Regions from separate parts of the Sus scrofa genome. Here region 2 is linked to region 1. Evidence: chromatin contacts called from public Hi-C data. All regions are on one chromosome and are shown on one strand. The core of a region is the stretch at or near the end of the contact, and the rest is flanking DNA. Distances in the headings are between cores, read along the strand shown.

Region 1 (3,019 bases), core at 171-2,670:
GACTGAACCAGGCTTCTGCCAGCCAATGGAGACTTTCTGAACGTCTGGCCCAGGGTAGCAGAAGAATGGTCCTCTGCGAGGTGCAAGATCATGTCTGGAAGAACTGCACTAGGGCTGCACCTCAGAGTTATACACATCATCTCATTCGGGCTCTATCCCTGCAAGTTGGAGATGTTGGCCCTGTACAGAAGAGAAATCGCAGGTTTCAAGAAGCTGAGTGATTTGCCCAGTGGATGCAACTGTCTCATTCAGTATTGGAGCCTGACACCAGTGCCCTTCCCGTGACCCTGTGTGCCGTGGCCATCATTGCCAGAATTGCCCTTCTCAGGGAAGGTGGGATGATATAATGGGAACTCTATTATCCAAACCTGACCAGACCAGCAAGGAGGAAGCCATGCCCATGAGGCCCATGGGGCTAGGCTGGGAGTGGCTGGGACTCAGGGATGCTATCTCTGCTATGAGGCTGGAGGAGGGCCCCTTGACCCCAAACCCTAGCAGAACCCAGGGAAGGTTTGTAGAGCAAGGAGCATGCTGACCACACTCTGGCCTCTCCTGACAGCCCTGTGTTTCTCCCCCATTATGTCTGTCTTGGGCTGCGACGCCCCCCCCTCCCTTACACAGGGACCAATCCTGAAAACATCACACTAAGATGACCCCTGACTAGAGACATCCCACTTAGCAGCAGCCACAAATCACAATGCCAGACACTTGGGATCAGTGACCTTTAGAAGGGGCTGGGCGTGGCAAGGACCCTGCAAGTGATTCATGTTTAATCTAGTGTGAAAGGACCTCTGCCCTCACCACCCCAGGGAAACCAACCCTGCGCCATGCCCTCTGGCCAGCCTGCTCCCCGTGGTCATGGGGCTATAGATGGGATGTGCTAGGGAGTGTTTGGTTTTCTACCGGTGCTGTTGACTTAAAATTGTGTGTACCCTTAGGCATTCCTTCCTTTTCCAAATCCTCCTAAAGTGGCCCACCCATGGCCCATCTCTCCACAGGGCTTCTCTTCTCAGAGGCAGAGCTACTCTCTAAGCCCAGGGCACCCCTAGGTTTTTGCACAAGCCACTCCTCTGTGTGGAAGCCCTTCTGGCTTTCATCACTCCCCTGGTTCCAACTTTTCCCCAAACATCGGCTCTCCCTCGTTCCCTTGCACCACAGGTGGGGTGCCCCCTACTCTGAGCTCCACTGTGCCACCAACCCCCCTCTCCTGGCACCCATCCTTTGCCAGCAACACCACCACGTGCCACCTGACAAATGTTTTATTTTCCTGCCTAGAATCCAGCTGGATTCTAGGAAAGCACTTGGCAAATAATTGGTTAATTCCCTAATCTCTTTGCATTTGACGTCACTGCCCTTATGTTCAGAGGCCAACTTGCTGAATTGGAAACTGGGACTTGGGACCTGACCATGGACTAAATATTTGCCTTTGGAGTTGTCCTGGGAAGAGAGGAGGTTTCCTTCCCCAACCACTCCTTCCCCAGGACATCTGCAGGGAGAGGGGCCAACTTCATTCCTGTATCACTTGGCCAGAGGTGCCCATCAGGCTCAAGGGGCAGCAGCCACTCAAGGGAGGTATCCCTGAACCATGGTTCCAGGTCCACCTCTGGCCTGGCTGACCCACCAGAGCCACCTCCTCCCAGTAGGGCTGGCTGGACTTACTAGAATGAGCAGTCGGGAACTGGGGAAGCACTTTCCCACAGTGGTACAGCTCCTTTTGTTTGTTCCTGGAGCTGCTGTCTGGAGAACCTGGCTGAGAGAGGCCTTGTTCATAGTCTCTGTGTAAAATCTAAAGATAGACATATTAATGTATCTGTCACTTACACCTTAATGAAAATAAATGAATGCAATCTGGTCACTGAATCCCAGAACCTTAGGGTGAGAGGGGCTCTATCCAGCAGCAGTCTTTCTGTCCAGCTGGCTTCCGTCCTGTCACTCAGTGCTGGTACCATAACTTGATATATTTACAGAACACATCTCCTCTTCTCACACCCCTCACTCTTTCCTAATGAATTTAAAATTCAAATGCTAACCATGATCCTTGTTAAAACAGGCACCTCTCTGTGAAATTATAAAAAACTGAAAAAGCACCAGGTCCCAGGCCCACCTGATACAGACCTTCATCACTTAGATGAAGCCCTGAGATCTGGGAGGCAGCCGGACCTCCCAGAGGCCGGGAGCCTTTCAGAGAAGCAAAAGGAGGGAGGGTCCACGTCACTGGCCCACAACAGCTCTGAGGCAGTGAGGAGGCTGTCACCCCAGGAAGAATGCCTTATATTTTCTAATTCTGTGTGCCCAGCATCACTCCACTCAACAGGGCCCGAAGAGGACACTGATAAAAATACCAGGAAGTGTCACTATCCCTAAGGAGGCCAAGTGGTGCCTGGGGGTGGGGTAACCTCTCACCTCACCCACCCTCCCTGCATCAGGACACATACAGGGAAGGGCTCTCCCATCCTGCCTTCCCAGCTCTGCCCATCACCATCTTCTCTTCCACTCCATCCCAGGAAGGAGAAGCAGATGGAAGTGAAGTACAGCTGAGCCCAAAGAGGAGCCTTGAGGCTGCAAGTGAGTATAAATGGAGGTGAGAGCCACAGGGAAAACCACTTTGAAGCCTCCATCTGGTAATAAATTAAAATATGGAAAATAAGGCACATGGTTTCCCATCACAGCAATTTGTCTTTGATCGGAATAAGGCATCTCGGGTACTGGGGAGGGGGCTCAGTCTTGAAGCTCCAAACCTAGGCTTGAAACCCCCTTCTGCCCCCTAGTCTAGAGCACTGCCTTACAAGGTGTGGGGAGATTGGGGGGATTTTTTGAATGAGGAAACACTTAGCACCATGCCTGGCACATGATAAAGGCTATCCAGAAGTAGGAAGAGGAGTGAACAGCATAACAAGACCTGACACCACAGGTAGAGCCACAAAAAGCACATGGCGCATTTTACGGCCTGCAAAGCTCTCTTGGTTCTGTTCTTTTGCTTGATGTTCTAGGAGGTCCAAGTTGTAACCATCCCCCCATC
Region 2 (3,019 bases), core at 289-2,788, 120 kb before region 1:
TGCACATTATAAGGATCATAAACTAAGAAAGAGAGGTGGGTTATTGAACAAATGGTATTGGAGAGAATGGCCATTTTTGAGGGTGAAAAAAAGATCTCATCCAGACTTCACAATAAACAAAAATTCAGCTGTGCTAAGTATGTACTAAATATGTTTTAAAGAAGGTAAAAGTATAGATTAAAATGTAAGTGATATTTTCAGTTTTTTTCAGAATGGAGGCATTTCTATGGATAAAAACAATAAAAGGTTGCAGAAAGATAGAACTCCCCAAAACTGAAAATATTTTCCCACCAAAACCAACACTAACAAAATTAAAAATTAGGAAAGAGGAGTCTCCATCATGGCTCAGCAGAAATAAATCTAACTAATATCCATGAGGACATAGGTTTGATCCCTGGCCTCACTTAGTGGGTTAAGGATCCAGCGTTGCAGTGAGCTGTGGTGTGGGTCACATTCACGGCTCAGATTCCACATTGCTGTGGCTGTGGCGTAGGCCAGCAGCTACAGCTCCGATTAGACCCCTAGCCTGGGAACCTCCACATGCTGCGGGTGGGGCCCTAAAAAAAGATAAAAAATAAAATAAGTCAATAAAAATTAGGAAAGAAATATAAAAATATCAAAGTACAAAAATATAAAGGCTATGATTTTAAGTCGTAAAAGTTCTCATAAGTTAATTTTAAAAACTATCACACCAATAGAAAAAAGAATGAGTAAAGGAAAGATGGAACTAAATCACCAAAGAATGAATATCAATGACATGAAAAAAGCCATTTGACACCTCTAGATCAAAGAAATAGGAAATAAAACACTGGCAGGTGTCATTTTTTTCATTATAAAGTTGACAGGGCTTTTAAATGATAAAGCAGGCAAACATAGCAAGAGAGGCTCTCTTATTTTTAGAAAAGAGGGGCAGGGTTGGTTTTATAGTGGTGAACTTTCCATCCCTGGAAGAGATTGAAGAGAAGCCAGCTAGCCACCCTTCAAGATGGGGAAGTGAGGATTCTAGGCTGCATGAACAGGTTCAGGCTGACAAGAGCCAAGCACCCTATGCTTCTATGGGCTTGCAGTGCTGTCCCAGGGCTAGCTTGCCACACAGCCGACTTTGACAGTCAACTTGTCCCAGAAAAACAGGTTCGCCAAGACCTTACTTTCTACATTTCTATTTTAATGCATCCAGGGCTTATAGATACAAACTAGAGCAAAGATACTGTCCTTAAAGCACCAGCATAGGGTTTGGTGCACTATCAAATTAAGGACAAGATCAGTTGTCCAAGATAATGTGATGCAGTATGTACCAAAAAAAAAAAAAAAAAAAAGGTCTGCCTGTGTTCTGTCTGGCAGCTCTGTGAGTGATGAGTTATCGAATGCTGCCCAGCACAAGGGCACTCAGGAGACCCCATCAAGCTGGCCTGGTGTGACAGTTTCCTGCATTCCTCCAGGGAAACAGCCTCAGTAAGAAGCAGCTATTGCTGCAAACCAGAAACGAGTAACCAGCAGGTTCTCTGTACAAAGTATTGATCCTAAATTATTGATCTTCTCTTAAAAAGAAAACACCCTGCTTCCTCTCAGCAACCCTCCCCCCTTCTGTCTCTGTCTCTCAGTTAATACACATACCCAGGTAGATTTGGCAGGGTGGAAATGTTCAAAATGGGTGCAACCCTCTCACTGATTCTCCTCTAGGCCAACAATGGACTGTAGTAGCTGACTGATTCACTGTTATACTCATCCCTAACAATGTTAATCTTTCCTCCTCCACCTCAAGGTCACCTTCACTCTTCTACCACTGCATCTAAAAATATTATCCTTGTGAATGTCCTAGAAATTAGCTGCCACCTTTGCCACTGTGTAGGTGCCAATCCATGATCCCCCCAAGAGGCAGGGCACATTTTTCTTTGAGATCCAGGTCAATTCAAACATTTAAGAGTGCTACAGATCTCAGGTGGTAGGTGAATGCCCTGCATCCCTTGTTAAGGGGCTAGGTTATAGGGGCAGGGGGCCTCAGACCAGCCCTCTTTCTCTCTCTCACATACTCATCCCCCAAGAACTTCTGCTCTTAAATGTGTCAACCACCAGACCCAGAAGCCCCTTTCAAAGGAGCCAGTCTGCCATGCTATCCAACTTCTTGCTGTAATCATTAAAAAATTTTAAACATTTAAGAAGCCCTAAGCACTGAAACTATTATGATGTCACCTATCTCAGTCAAAAATATCAAACAATAAAATACATGTTAAAAGGCTTAATGAGGTTTTGATTTTTTCCATCTAACTTCTTTCATTTTTTGAGGTTTAATTGACATATAATAATAGTTTCAGGTATACAACATAATGATTCAATATTTATATTTTATAAAATGACCACTACAATAAGTCTAGTTCATATTCATCCCCACACATAGTTACAAAGAAATTTTTCTCTTATAAGAAATTTTGGATCTAGTCTCTTAGCAACTTTCAAATATGCTATACAGTGTAATTAACTATAGTCACCATGCTATATACACTACATACATACCCAAGGCTTACTTATTTTATAACTAGAAGTTTGTACTTTTACTACTTTTACCTATTTTGGCTACCCTCCCACTCCCACCTCTGGCAGCCAACAATTTGTCCTTTGTACCTGAGCCTGTTTACTTGTTTTTAAAATTTCACATGTAAGATCATATGTATTTGTCTTTCTCTGCTCGACTTATTTCACATAACACAACGCCCTCAAGGTCCATCCAAGTTGTAGCAAGATTTAATTCTTTTCTTATGCCCAAGTTATATTCCACTGTATATACATATATCACCTCTTCTTTATCCATTCATCCACTGATGGACACTTGGATTTTGACATTTTTGACTTTTTAAAAGAAAAACAACTGGAAAGATTCTCTGGTATTAAACCATTATATTAAGCCATTCTTATTATTAAATCCAAGATATGCTTTTGACTAGACTCCATTGGTTATGGTATATTTTTCTACCCAGAGCTCTTCGATTTATTTGGGATTTTTTGCACCAGTGTAAGTGAGATT

Evidence for each region. A called contact is a pair of places that touch in the nucleus more often than the background predicts.
Region 2: a contact with region 1 is called in a Hi-C map of liver, with 3 times the contacts expected there. The contact joins two enhancer-like sites. A contact is called at or near these places in 1 of 5 promoter capture datasets (liver) and 4 of 47 Hi-C or Micro-C datasets (embryonic fibroblasts, liver and undifferentiated spermatogonia).

What each region holds. Positions count from the first base shown.
Region 1 is chr13:24,759,817-24,762,835 of Sscrofa11.1, reverse strand. No RefSeq gene overlaps it. Among named protein-coding and RNA genes, the nearest start is that of RPL14, 66 kb to the right of the region's middle. Within about 2 kb of position 1,420, at least 9 of the 83 cell types and tissues checked have an H3K27ac peak or open chromatin away from gene starts, as enhancers often do. A contact at or near this core is called in liver, where this site is marked.
Region 2 is chr13:24,881,405-24,884,423 of Sscrofa11.1, reverse strand. No RefSeq gene overlaps it. Among named protein-coding and RNA genes, the nearest start is that of RPL14, 190 kb to the right of the region's middle. Within about 2 kb of position 1,538, at least 2 of the 83 cell types and tissues checked have an H3K27ac peak or open chromatin away from gene starts, as enhancers often do. A contact at or near this core is called in liver, where this site is marked.